2 separate regions of the Rattus norvegicus genome follow, and region 1 is linked to region 2. Evidence: chromatin contacts called from public Hi-C data. All regions are on one chromosome and are shown on one strand. Each heading gives the region's core, a stretch centred on a gene start, on an enhancer-like site or on the middle of the called end of the contact. The rest is flanking DNA. Distances are from core to core; before and after follow the strand shown.

Region 1 (6,705 bases), core at 4,140-6,639, 140 kb before region 2:
CAGGCTAAGGTGTCTCTCTGGTCCCCTTCCTCCCATGAGAAAAAGGAGGCAGAGGTGACATAATTTGCCTGGCCCCTCAGGTTGCAGGTATCGGGGTCAAGATGCACATACGTGCTGGCCAGTGACTGGAGAACCTCAGCCTCTCTTGGCCAGCCTGCTGCCTCTCACCACCCTGTGTAGTTAATCCAGAACTGGTTCAGCATCTCTTGCGCTGTAAACAAGGCAGGACAGATATAATTCCCATTAAATACAGGAGAAGCCTGAGGCACACGGTAGTGATAAGACCATTCATTCATTCCACGTCTACCTACTACATGCCTGCTGTGTACCTGTGTTGCATGGTGGGTTCCATAGATACTGTCTGCTGCCTGCAGCCTTGATCAAACACGCAAGTGGCTCCTTACACTTCCACGGACATGAGTTCTGCCCTAGTTCATACCACATCCCTGCAGAGCTCCCTCTTGGTGCCCGCATGTCCATGTGCTGACCACAGGTGGGGTTGGGGATGCAGAAGCTCAGATCTCAAACTCAAAGCTTATACCTGCCTACCTGGGACACAGGCTGCCGCGTTCGTGGGGAGGAGCATCCTGAAGGTAGTAGCTGGGTGCCGGCGGACAGCCCCTGTTCTTCCTGCATGTGTCACAAGGGCATTGTCACTTGTGCCCAAGTCCAGTGTGTCAGCGCCTGCATCTGGCCCCAGCAGGGGCCCAGTGACTGCTGCCCTTCATGCTCTGGTACTAGGAACCTGGGGTCTGGGAGGTGGGGTGGGGGGTGGTGGGTGAGGAGCCCTGGGTGGGGGATGAGCAGCCACACCTTCCTGCCTTTTTGCTGAGCTGGGTGGCAGGGGTGGATGTGAGGGGGCTCCAGGAGAAGTGGCCTTCAGCCTTGTACACTCCTCAGTCCCAGAGTAGGGAGCAGGAGCTGGAGGGGGGAGGAACCCCCCTCCCAGCATTGCTGAGGGCTCTTTGTTCTGTTCTTGTCTTACCTCAAGGCTGTGAGCATGAGGGCAGAAAGTACGAACCCGGGGAGAGCTTCCAACCTGGGGACGACCCATGTGAAGTGTGCATCTGCGAGGTAGGAGAGGGCAGGATGTGGAACTGGAAGTTTGGGTTCCAAACTTCATGGAGCAGGACTGTGGGGTATCAGAATGTGTCTCTGGGCCCAGGACTGAGGCTGAGCTTGGTCAGTGGGAGCAGACCTGGATCTAGACAGAGGACAGGTCTGACTGGGGAGGCTGGGTCTGGACCCCTGGATGGGGATCTGGTGCCAAGGAGCAGCTCGGCTTCCATGACCTTGGACTCACCTCTGCTCGTTCTTGTTGCAGCTGAAGGGCAAGGGGCCTCCCAGCCTGCACTGTCGCCGGCGCCAGTGCCCCAGTCTGGTGGGCTGCCCACCAAGCCAGCTACTTCCTCCTGGCCCCCAGCACTGCTGCCCTGCCTGTGCCCGTGAGTCCCAGGCTGTGGGATAAACCAGGAGGGCGGGGCTGCCCCTCTGAGAAATGCTTGTAGAGTCAGCTAGCCCTCCTCCCACGGCCCTCTCCTGACTCACACAGACAGTTCTGGAAGCTTCTGCCTAAGTTGGCAAAGCTGGGGGTCGGGGGAGCTGGCCTCTGCAGCCCATGCGTGCAGGTCGTGGAACATCCTGGCTGGGAGGTGGCACGGCAAGGTGGCAATTATCTTCTGGCTCTGAGGGAGCTGTGAGGCAAAGGGACATTGGGGGGAGGGGATAGAGAGAGCCCATTCTGTTTCTTTTCTGTGAATAAGAATTTGTAAAGAGGGCTGGAGAGATGGCTCAGTGGTTAAGAGCACTAACTGCTCTTCCAGAGGTCCTGAGTTCAAATCCCAGCAACCACATGGTGGCTCACAACCATCTGTAATGGGATCTGATGCCCTCTTCTGGTGTGTTTGAAGACAGCTACAGTGTATAATAAATAAATCTAAAAAATTTTTTATAAAGATGTAGAGCAGGCTGTAGTGGCGCATGCCTTTAATTCCAGCACTCAGGAGGCAGAGGCAGGTGGATCTTTGAGTTCTAGGCTAGCCTGGACCACACAGAGAAATTACAATTTCTCAAAAAAAATTATAAAAGTATGTAGGGGTAAAGAGAGTTGTATTTTTATTATAAATATTGTAAAATAGCCAACTGTTTCCGTGATTGAAGACTTGGGAGTTTGCTCAACCCAGCCATCCTTCTTCGTGCAGAAGCCAGGTGTTGTCAGTGAAGTCAGTGAAACACAGCTTCCTAGACGTGGTGGCTCACCTTTGCTGGCACACTCACGTGTTCCTCCACACAGGCAGGGTTCTCTGCTGGGGATTGTCTGCCCCTCTGCATTCTTACAGTTCTTACTGTAAAGACATAGTCTGCGGTATCCTACAGTTTCACCCCAGCCATGTTTCAGCTAGAGCTCAGGAGTATTCAGTACATTTGTAATGTAAAAACCACCACGGCCCTCCATCGGGACGATCTATCCGATCTATCCTTAGAGCACTTGCTAGAATGAACCGCAAGGGGTAAGAAGACACTTCCGTTATTAAGCACCTACTGCATGCCACATGCTACTTGGTGTGTCTCATCCCATTTTCACAGCGACCCAGTCGGGTGCGCGGTTTACACATGAAAAACGAGACTCCGAGATGTAAATTAATTTGTCCATTGGTGGGTGGGACCATGGCTAGAACCTGGGCTGCTTCGTTACTTCCCCCTTTGGGAGACTCTATGAAGGGAAGTGACAACAGACCAGGCAGCCTGGCGTGCTCCATGATGTGTGAGTGCATGCTGTCTGTTTCCAGCCCCACCTCCCTCAGCATCATAGCCAAGTTCTCCCAAGAGGCTAAAGATGCTGACTTTGGCAGGACATATACTAAAATCGGGCAGTAGAGGACAGATATCTTTGCTATGGAGGTGCAAGAATGACATGCAAATTCATGAGTCATTCACATTGAGCTAACTTTCAAAAATAGTTCCTAAATTTTCAGGTTCTGGGGATGTTTGGCTGTCTAAGACAGAATTCTGAGGACAGAGCTGGGACTGTGGCTCCTGTCCCCTGACCCCCTTACCCCACACTGGGTTCCTGCTTTCACAGAGGCACTGAGTAACTGCACAGAGGACCTGCTGGGGTCTGAGCTGGTGCCACCAGACCCCTGCTACACCTGCCAGTGTCAGGTGAGTCCTCCTGCCATGGCCACCCTCAGAGTCCTCCAGCCCCTTCTCCTGCTCTGTGAGCTGAGGTTGAGCCCCTTCCCCTCAGCAGCTCCTGAGCTCCTGTTCACTGACATTTGTCCTGAGTGTCGTCTCCTGCCTATACCCTAATCCCAACTCTGTCCCCACAACCCCACGAAGTCTGCTGCTCTCTCCATGTTGTGTTCATTACATGGTCACAATAGGATCTGACATGGCTCTGTACTCACCGGGCCTGTCCTGCGCTCAGCTGTCCCCTGTGGGAGCACCACACAACCCCTGGGAGCTGCTGCCCCGTGTGTAAAGGTAAGTGGTCAGACTTGGTCTCCCCATCAGAGAGAAGCCCAGGATGGAGGAGGGAAGGGATTGCATTTGTGGGTGCCCTGAGTTTGTCTGCAGTTAGAATGTTTCTCTTTGTGGAAATAGAGGAGCTATTCACATGGGTGGAGAGAGATCCACGAGGGAGAAGGAATAGGGACCAAGCCCTGCATTCTCAGGCCTGAGGATTTTTCAGGGGCCTTGAAGACCCCAGGCTCACTGTAGACACTGCACTTTGTGGGTGGGAGTCGGCCCAGTGGAGGGGTCGAGGGACTGGCATTTCGGGTCTCTAGGACTCCATAAGCAACCAGCCTGAGTGCAAGGCCTAATACCCACCAGACACCAGGCTTTCTGGATGCTTGCTGAAGAAATTAGCACCCTTGGGTGCTGGTGGAACCAGACAATGGCTTCTAAGTGGGGAGAGTGCTTCAGGAAGGACACCCATTCCTCTTCCACAGACCATGTGGCGGAGGCTCTTGGCAGGAGAGTTGGACATGGAGAGCCCGAAGGACCCCAGCAACATCCATGACCTGCACCTATCATGTAACCCGGGGACAAGTGGGTAGGAAAAGGGAGGTAGGACTAACATCCACCAGCAATGGGGGCCACGTGAGCAGCAGCTGCATTGTGCTGGGCATGGGGTTGAGGCCTGGGCTCCATGCCCACCTGTGCTGTTGGGCGTTCCTATGGGCCAAACGAGCTGTGGAAGAGGCACTGCCTAAGACCCTACTCAGAAGGCCACAGAAATTACAGGTCATGGCCTCTTCTGTCGTAGGGTTTCTTTTGCTGTGAGGAGACAACACCTTGACTGTGGCAACTGTTATAACAGAAAATAATCAGGGCCGGCTTACAGGTTCAGAGGTTTAGGCCATTATCATCGTGGCAGGAAGCACAGGGCCGTGCAGGCAGACATGGTGCTGGAGAAGGAACTGAGAGTTCTGCATCTGAATCCACAGGCAGCAGGGAGAGAGAGAGACACTGGGCCTGGCTTGAGCTTGTAAAAGCTCAAAGCCCCACCCCCCCACCCCGTGGCACACTTCCTCCAGCAAGCCACACCTCTAATAATGCCACTCCCTGTCATTCTGTGGTAGGCCATTTTCACTCAAACTACCACAGCCTGGCTCCTTCGGGAAACCCCTAAACAATGGTATCTGTCTTTAGCAGGGTCGTGGGGAGCTCTCCTGTCCTTATGGTTAAAAGTGCCTAAAGCTGGCACAGGCTTTGAGCAGTGCCAAGTCGAGGGATGGGTTGATGGAGGAAGGGTAACATAGGTAAGTCCCTCTGTCTGCCCCACAAGAACACCCAACAGTGCAGGTGGGAATGAAGCCAGGCCTCCACTCCTTGTCCAGCAGAACAATGTCCCCATCACTCACATGGCCCATATTTGTGGGTGGATGCTAGACCCGCCTTCCTTTGCCCACCGTTCCTCAGATCATGTGTGGCAGGTACAGGTTATGCTAATGTTGCTGGGGTCCCGCCAACCCATCACTCTCCTGCTGAGATCCTCCACCACACAGTCTAAGAAGGAGAACTGGATGTCTGTCCAGAAACACTGCTATGTTTGACAGTGTTTGAGTAGGGCACTGAATCTGTGTCATTTCTCCTCAGACCCTACCGGATCATGCTCGCACCAGGGTCGCTGGGTGGCCTCTGGAGAACACTGGATAGTGGACGCCTGCACCAGCTGTGCCTGTGTGGCTGGTACTGTGCACTGCCAGAGCCAGCGCTGCAGGAACCTCTCATGTGGCCGGGTGAGTGCTTTGGTTCAAGGTGGTAGGACCAAGGCACACAAGCCACTGCTATCCCAGAGTGATGAGAAGGGGCTTGGGCTTCTCTTGCCTTCCATGAACCAGGAAGCCAGGGCTGATGCTGTTCCTGGAGTGACCACCAGGGGGTGAACCTGGGTTTAAGGGATCAGAGAGACCACAGGGGCGAGGGGTGGGGTGAAGTGCTGAGACTTGACGGGAGAGTGTCCTGTGACTGACTGTGTTTGGGTCTGAGGCCAGGATGAGGTCCCTGCCCTGAGTCCCGGCAGCTGCTGTCCCCGCTGTTTGCCCGGGCTGGCTTCCTGCATGGCCTTCGGAGACCCCCATTACCGCACCTTCGATGGCCGCCTGCTGCACTTCCAGGGCAGCTGCAGCTACGTGCTGGCCAAGGACTGCCACAGCGAGGACTTCAGGTATGAACCCCTTTTCCTTCTCCCTGACACCTAAACCTGGCACCTCTGACCTCTGGCACCTGGGCCCTTCCTCCTCATAGTGTGCACGTGACTAATGATGACCGGGGCCGGAGGGGTGTGGCCTGGACCCAAGAGGTAGCGGTGCTGTTGGGAACCGTGGCTGTGAGGCTGCTGCAAGGCAGGACAGTCATGGTGAGCCAAGGACCCAGGGAAGGTCAGTCCTACCCAGTTCACATGTCTGACCCGACATGGTCCCTCCCTCCCCCTATCCCCTCTTTTCCAGGTGGACCAGCACACGGTGACCTTGCCCTTCCTTCGGGAGCCACTGCTGTACATTGAGCTTCGTGGTCACACCGTGATCCTGCATGCCCAGCCTGGGCTTCAGGTGTGGCCAGAGGGCAAAACAGGGTGGTCCTGGAGCCTTAACACTTCTAAGGCTTCTGTAACTTCCAAGTCAGGTGTCTGCTCCTGCCTGGTGGGAGGAGGAGGCAGGAGTGGGAGAGCGAGCGTAGGGGACATCCTTAAAAAGAACTCAGCTGGAGAGATGGTTAAGAGCACCCAACTGCTCTTCCAGAGGTCATGAGTTCAATTCCCAGCAACCACATGGTGGCTCACAACCATCTGTAAAGAGATCCGATGCCCTCTTCTGGTGTGTCTGAAGACAGCTACAGTGTACTTATATATAATGATAAATAAATAAATAAATAAATAAATAAATAAATAAATAAATGAATGAATGAATGAATGAAGGAAGAAAGAAAGAAAGAAAGAAAGAAAGAAAGAAAAAAAGAAAGAAAGAAAGAAAGAAAGAAAGAAAGAAAGAAAGAAAGAAAGAAAGAAGGAAAGAAAAAAGAACTCGGCAGGGTTGGGGATTTAGCTCAGTGGTAGAGCGCTTGCCTAGCAAGCCCAAGGCCCTGGGTTCGGCCCTCAGCTGGGGGGGGGGGCACGACTCAGCATCAGAGACCTTCGTACTCAGTCATCCATAACCTGAGATTGGGGTCCAAAGTCGGTAGGGATCAGGAGGTAGTCAA
Region 2 (7,230 bases), core at 2,290-4,789:
GCCTCACCCATCCTTTCTGGAAACTTAGATGTCTTTATTAAATTCATTCCTTCAGAAATATTAATTCTAAGAGATCCCACAGTTATTCTGGTTGGCCAAAGACCCATTGCTCAATGCTTGCAAGTGGGAGAAATGGGTGTGGTGGGAAATTCCAGTTTTCTTTGTTGGGATACCCAGCAGAAAGGCACTTCTCCACCTTGGAGCAGAGGACTCAGTGCTTAAGGGTTTACTTTATTTAATGGCAATCAAGGGTAACAACTTGGCATGATGACAAGCCATTTTGCACTTGTCTAGTGCAGTCAATTTATACTAGTTTACCAACACATTCTAATAAATCAAATGGAAGAAATACAAGAAGGTTGAGTATCATCAGCTCTACACACAAAACAGTCAAGCACAAACTGAAATTCTCTGTCCAAACGATCACTTACTTATGGGGCTGGAGAGATGGTTCATGTTTAGGTGTACTGACTGCTCTTCCAGAGGATCTGGCTTTGATTCCTGTACCCACAAGGTGGCTAACTGTCTGTAATTCTAGTTCCAGAGGAACGCATGCCCTCTTCTGTCCTCTTTAGGAACTGCACATACACGGTGCACAGACATATGCAGACAAAGTACCCATAAATATAAAATAAAAGCAAACCTCAAACAACACCACTTCAAGGAGAACAAAAAACTTACTATAAGAAAAAGGATCTAAAAATTGTGTGTGGGGGATTCTCTAGGATGGACTTTTAATATAGGATTCGCTGGCCAATTTATTCTAGCAAAACATCAGATAAAAAAGCTTTGGTGTCTAGCACTGGATTCTGCTGTATATTTATGTTTAATATGCCTAAGAGAATGTGTAGTTATTTTAGCCCAATCTTCCTTCAATGTCAGAAGCCTAAATAATTTTAGATCTTTTAGATGGGGGGAAAAAACGAACAAGATCTTAGATAAAAAGATCTAACTAGCCTGGTTGATCACTCCAGTTGGAAGAAGGCTGCACTGATTATCTTGAAACTCATTTGTATTACACCACGATAATGCCCACAAGCTATACCGTCTTATTTATGTGTGTGTGTGTGTGTGTGTGTGTGTGTGTGTGTGTGTGCGCGCGCGCGCGCGCACGCGCGCGCACATGTGGGCACATGTGGCTCAGGTCAGAGGACAACTCTCACCTTGCACTGTCTATGTCCGAATCTGACTCAGGCTGTCAGACTTGGCAGCAAACAGCTTCAGTGACCCAGCCATCTCGCTTTCACCAATTTGTGCAGGTTGGGGTGGAGTCGAGGTAGAGGGTCTCTCTGAGTCTCATACTGGCCCAGAACTCAGTGTTGCTCAGCGTGACCTCTGGCTTGAGGTAGTTCTCCCGCTGAGGCTTTCTAAATGCTAGGATTCCAGACATGAGCCACCACACCACCAGACTGGGCAGTTTTGAAACTGCTACATTAAGTTAAAATAAATGATCTCTCTATAGCTCCTAACGTAAGGTCTTGTACTTTTTAGAAACCAATACATTTTACTGGATCAATTGGGTGACATTTGGCAGCAATTTGGCTTTGATGGGCTTTCCAACTTCCAATTTCACTACTGGATCTGGCCGAAAGTAAGGAATAGGCAAATACGTGATTTTCGGGACTTGCAAAATAGTTTAGCCAGTAAAGGCATTTGTCAACAAACTCAACAACTTGAGTTGGACTCAAGAATCTACATGGTGATATAGATTAATATCCCCTGTCCCCATAAATAAATGTGATTTTAGATAATGTCATGTTATTTCATCTGTAACAGCTTAATGGCACTTATATTTACAAGTTCATGGAAAAGCTGGGTGTGGTTGTGCACTCCTTTAATCTTCTCAGTATGCAGGAGGTAGAAATGGGCTGATCTCCAGTGAGTTCTGGGCCAGCCAAGGCTACAACCATGAGACTTTCTCACACACAAAACAACACCAAAGCCACAGACAGAAAAAAAAAAAAAAAGTTTAGGGCTGGAGAGATGGCTCAGCGGTTAAGAGCACTGACTGCTCTTCCAGAGGTCCTGAGTTCAAATCCCAGCAACCACATGGTGTCTCACAACCATCTGTAATGGGATCTGATGCCCTCTTCTGGTGACAGCTACAGTGTACTCACATACATGAAATAAATCTTAAAAAAATTTTTTTTGAGCTAACACTAACATACTAGTCTCCTGTACTGAGGTAATGATATAAAAAACATCATTTAACACATCACTATATGAATGGCACTCAACAATGACTGAGAATGACACTAAGAAGAATACTATCCACTCACACGCAATAATTTTGTAAGCTCATGATTTCTTTTTGACTCTGCAAAATATCCTGTTGGAAACCCCTGAAACACTGCCAAACTCAGATCAGGACTAGACAGATGTGCCTCTTACACAAATAGTAATAGGTTATCTCTAGTCCCACATTTGGACACAAGGACATAAGTTCTTCAGCGGTGACTTTCGCTTGATACTTAAATCTAACTGAATGAGGTCAAATATATATATTTGTCCTGGGTCAGCTTTCAGGTATAGCAAAGAATAATTTATCAGTCATTCCAGGTTTCTTTTCCTTCAAGTTCAATTAAATAAACCGGTGCCCTATTATTCCCAATTTATTAATGCTGACTTGATGGTTCGTGATAGGAAGTGAATGCAATTCTCAAAAAAGTCCTGTTCCATGGTTTTGAACGCTTAGGAATTTCGATCAAAGAACCAAAAGTTTTAGCAGAAACCCACTGAATTTTCCCACTCATGCAAAAGAAACTTTACAAAATGCAAACCACTCAATTACAGCAACTATCTGGAATTAAAATTAAGTTCACTTCTGCATACAGCATGTCAAAAGTCAGAACACTTGGGAATGACAAGCAAAAAACTGTGATTACTTAAAGGAAATTAACATGTGAAAACTGTTTCCATTAATGATAATTTTTAGCCAAACATAGACAACTGCGGCATTCCTTTCTAACTAACATTTAGTTTTAAAAATAATGACATTGTATTTTCATTCGTTTTGTTCTCCACGTTCCTACACCCTATAAGACAGCTAACTTTTTTTTTTTTTTTTTGGCGCTTACAACTCATTCTCGGGATGTGGCCTTGGGGCGGGGTGGCAGCTCCCAAGAGTCGTGAGAGGTGGCAGGGAGCGGATACTACTCTCTACCCAATTCTCTCCGACCTTCGGGAAACAAACAAAAGTGACCCTCTAGTCCCAGGGCCACTATGAGTGGAGGGACCCGGGAAAAAGAACAAGGACGTGCGAAACCAGGCACAAAAGGGTATCCAGGAGGGCGCAGGGCCCGGGAGCTAGTGTTTGCCGGGCTACAACCCTTTCCGCAGAGCTGCGGGACAGCGAGTCGGGTACCGTACACTGGGGGCCAGAGTGGAACCTCGGGCCCATCCGGGTCACTGAGACCGGATTGAGGAAGACCCACTACGAATAGAGAACAAGGCCGACAGCCAGAGTAAGAGCAAACGAGGACCCACCGTGCACCACAGAACTTACTTTTCCCCGGAGCTCCACGCCGCAGGATTCCGTGGCCACGGCTCACCCAGGGAGTCAGCTCCCGCGCACAAGCACCGCCCAACCGGAAGTGGTTTTTAGCCACTCCCCCATCCGATTGTCGGCGGTCTTTACACCAATCACCAGCATGATCACTGCTGACGCGTTCCTTCTCCGTGCGACTATTGGTTCCACAATTGAATGACCCGGATTGGCTGGAAATCGCCACGTCCCCGCGAGCGCGCGGGGCTGCGTGGACCGGATTCCCGCCCAGCTCGGGTAACCCATCCTGTGGGGGACGCTGAATCCTAGCTCCTTGCTCTTGGGCGAGTGGGCGCGGCTCACTGACCGTGGCCCACTGACCGCCACGTCCTCATTTACGGAACGCAACCCTGATTCCCAAGGCTTCAAGTGCCATTCTGATAGCTTTCTTCCTGTCTCCAAGGCCCTGGGGCCGGAATAATCCCGCTGTAACGTCTCCACCCACCATGGAACGAGCCCAATTTCTGACTCTAGACCCATCTACTGCAGCAGCTCTCTGCCCGCCAATTTGTACCTTTCGATTTCCACCCACGTTGGTCTTTCACACTTCTGCATAAACCATCACGATCCTGGCCTTCCCTAACAGCCTTACCATTTCACAACCATGTGGTCTTTGTTCCCAAAGCAGCTTCCTCTGCCTGAAGGATGTTTTCTCGATTTTTTTTTTTTAGCTACTGAAAGCTATCAGTCATGAAACAGGTCGCCATCCTATGTTAATGGAAGCTGTAGTGAAATTGCCAGTGCAGTTAAGGTGTTAGTTCTAGGAATCTTTCCTGGTTAGTAAACAGATAATGTGTATTTGCTTTCCTAGCAGTTTGTATTTTCAGTATAGAGCCAGATATTGTTAAATAACGGTGCTTATCCTGTCTTCTATTAGACGAAGTACCAAAATAGGATCTGTCTGACTTATGCCATCACGCCATCAGGAGCTCCCAGCTTACAGCCCAGGTCCAAGTAAATTCTCAGCAATACTAAGTGAACCGAGTAGAAGAAACCTGTTGCATCGAAGGCCCTTGATTTAAAGGATACATAGGAAATTAGCAATTTGTTTTAGGGGATGGGGCAGGGAGAGTTTGAACCCAGATTCTGCGTAGGGTTTACCACTTAACTATAACCTCAGCCCCATCAACTACTCAATGCCATGGAATTAAAGCATGTATGCATTTGAGAGCTACTAGATTTTCAGCAAATATGGAATGAACAGCTCACAAAACCTCTAGAGTTTAAGTCTAGTAAAAACAAACACTAAGCTCATGAAAGACAAAACAGAGTAGCTTGTCTTAAGACGAGGAAAGGGTGGCAGCTACTGTTTGGCACATTCAAACTACCAACTCAAAATACAACTTTCATCTCAAAGAGAGTTTATTCTGGAGCCAAATGTGAGTGCCCAGATGTCACTGTAGTAACAGTTTGATGAAGTTTTTATAGTACTAGAACAAAGAAAATTACTTTTCAAATACAATAGTGGAAACATCAGAGAATGGGTTACAGCAAGTAGAACCTTCCTGATAACTGTCAGATATTATCTGATGATGCGCTTAGCTTAGTTGTGAAAGCTAGTGGTCTGCTAAGCCATACATTCCAAAGGAAATGTTGTGCTATATATTAAAAGTAACACAAAAAAAAGTAAAATAATTAAGAATATTGTCCCAGTGGCATAAAAGTAACCAGTGAAGGAAATGGGCATTTAAACAATCAAAACAACAAAACAACAAAACAACAACAACAACAACAACAACAACAACAACAACAGCAACACACCTCAGAGACAAAGACAGACACTACCTCAGAGTGAAAGGCTGGAAAACAACTTTCCAAGCAAATGGTCAGAAGAAGCAAGCTGGAGTAGCCATTCTAATATCAAATAAAATCAATTTTCAACTAAAAGTCATCAAAAAAGATAAGGAAGGACACTTCATATTCATCAAAGGAAAAATCCACCAAGATGAACTCTCAATCCTCATCTTCGGTTGGTTTATATACAAGTGTGCAATTTCTAGGCTTGAAAGTAAAATGATGCTATCTGGTGCTGGATAGAGGAGCCTTATTTTTTATTATGGCAGCTTGCTATTTTTGTAACATGGTGATTTGGTTGAATACAATAAAGTACAGTAGTAACTGAAAAAAAAAGAATAAATTTAGAAAAAAAAAACAACAACAACAGCAACAACAACACCCCTGGATTGACTGCATATTTACCCCTGTGTTTACAGATACTTTTTTCTGTGAACCATTACTTATTACCTTTTAATTCTAGTGAGGTTTTGTTTTTTTTTTTTTTTTTTTTTTTTTTTGGTTCTGCCAGCTTGCTTTCATAGCTATAATCTTGGTTATATAGAGTGGCTCACCCTAACCCTAGGAAAGACTGATCATCAACATTCAAGTTATCAGAGCTCTTGTCTGTTGGCTACTGGCCAGATCTGTTCTATTGTCTTGGTATTAAGCTAGATTTAGCTGGGGAAAGTAAATAGAAAGCCACGTTGTAAAATAAATTAGATAACAATACAATATTCCTGTAGATTTCCTCTTAACAAGATTATCTGTTTTATGTACAAGACATTAATAACGATGATAGAAGCAAGAGATTAGACTTGTTAGAAATCACAATTTTAATCGGAGGGTGTAGCACAGTAGTAAAATGCTTGCCTAGCATGCATGAAGGCCCTGGGTTCAATCTTAACTCCCATCGCCCAGAAAGAAGTCAAAATGTTAAAATCCTGGTAGCCATAACTGGATCTTACATTTAATTTTGATGACAGAAATGGAAATAGGATCCTACAAGGAGTCTGTGCAGTTCTATTTCCTTTTTATTAGCAAACTATAAATATCATTTCATTTAAAAAGCCCAGCTTATTGTAATGTAGAATACCGTAAGTACTCATTTAGTGAAGAGACTTCAGCACCTAAGGCATAGAACTTCAGGGATGTTGTAGTTATTAGAGGTGGAGGTCTTCTGTATAAATAAATGAAAAGTTAACCAAATCTTCAAGTGCCTCTAGCACTTGAAAACAAACTTTAAAAATTAGATCAGGAAAAGCCAACAGAGGTAAAGTTACTTTCTGTTCGACGTCTGAACATATCACAGGGCATTTTTCAGTGTTTAATTGGTTGGACTCAGTTAATTTTCTGCCTGAAGAAATGCTCTTAACTGCCAAGCCAGCTCTCCAGTCCCACGCTTGAATTTTTTTTTTAAACATGAAAACTAGTTTTGCGTAAGGTAGGGATTCAACCAAACATGTACAAGAAGATGAATGACTTTGAAAGTTCACGAAACCCAAAATTAACACTATTTAATATTTAGTTATAGACCAAGCGAAATGCTAAATGACATGGACAATTTCTTAAAATGCCTAATTATAAGAGGATTTAAGAAACAAGAAAGAGAAAAGTTACTTGAGATAGACACTCGGTTGTCAGTAGCCTGAAGACGAGTATTATCCAGCATTTCTGAAGCCAGATGTGTTCTCCAATGAAGTTTAACATGTTTCATCTTAGAAGTGTGAGCAAATAGTCATGCCTTTTAGTCTTGTTGTTAAGGCTACAGAGGTGCCTGGATACAGGTTTTCTCCTCCCAGCAGAATGAAGTCTTTGCTGTGATGTCTTTTGAATTCTGTCAGTTGAGGAATCATCTTGTTTCCTTTTTCACTGAGGAAGACTCTGTAACTAATTTTGAATTTTTGGTTACC

The links. A called contact is a pair of places that touch in the nucleus more often than the background predicts.
Region 1: a Hi-C map of psoas muscle shows a contact between it and region 2, with 5 times the contacts expected there. The contact joins the enhancer-like site here to the promoter of Calu in region 2. A contact is called at or near these places in 5 of 12 Hi-C or Micro-C datasets (the Rat2 cell line, Schwann cells, frontal cortex and 2 more).

What each region holds. Positions count from the first base shown.
Region 1 is chr4:59,051,070-59,057,774 of GRCr8, reverse strand. It overlaps Kcp (kielin cysteine rich BMP regulator), which reads left to right. Exons shown (of 40, transcript XM_039108995.2): 29 at 561-734; 30 at 992-1,074; 31 at 1,325-1,445; 32 at 3,083-3,162; 33 at 3,384-3,483; 34 at 5,104-5,246; 35 at 5,502-5,674; 36 at 5,755-5,866; 37 at 5,958-6,059. Among named protein-coding and RNA genes, the nearest start is that of Spmip1, 17 kb to the right of the region's middle. Within about 2 kb of position 5,389, at least 5 of the 93 cell types and tissues checked have an H3K27ac peak or open chromatin away from gene starts, as enhancers often do.
Region 2 is chr4:58,910,765-58,917,994 of GRCr8, reverse strand. Calu (calumenin) reads right to left here and starts at 3,539. Exons shown (of 7, transcript NM_022535.2): 1 at 3,506-3,539.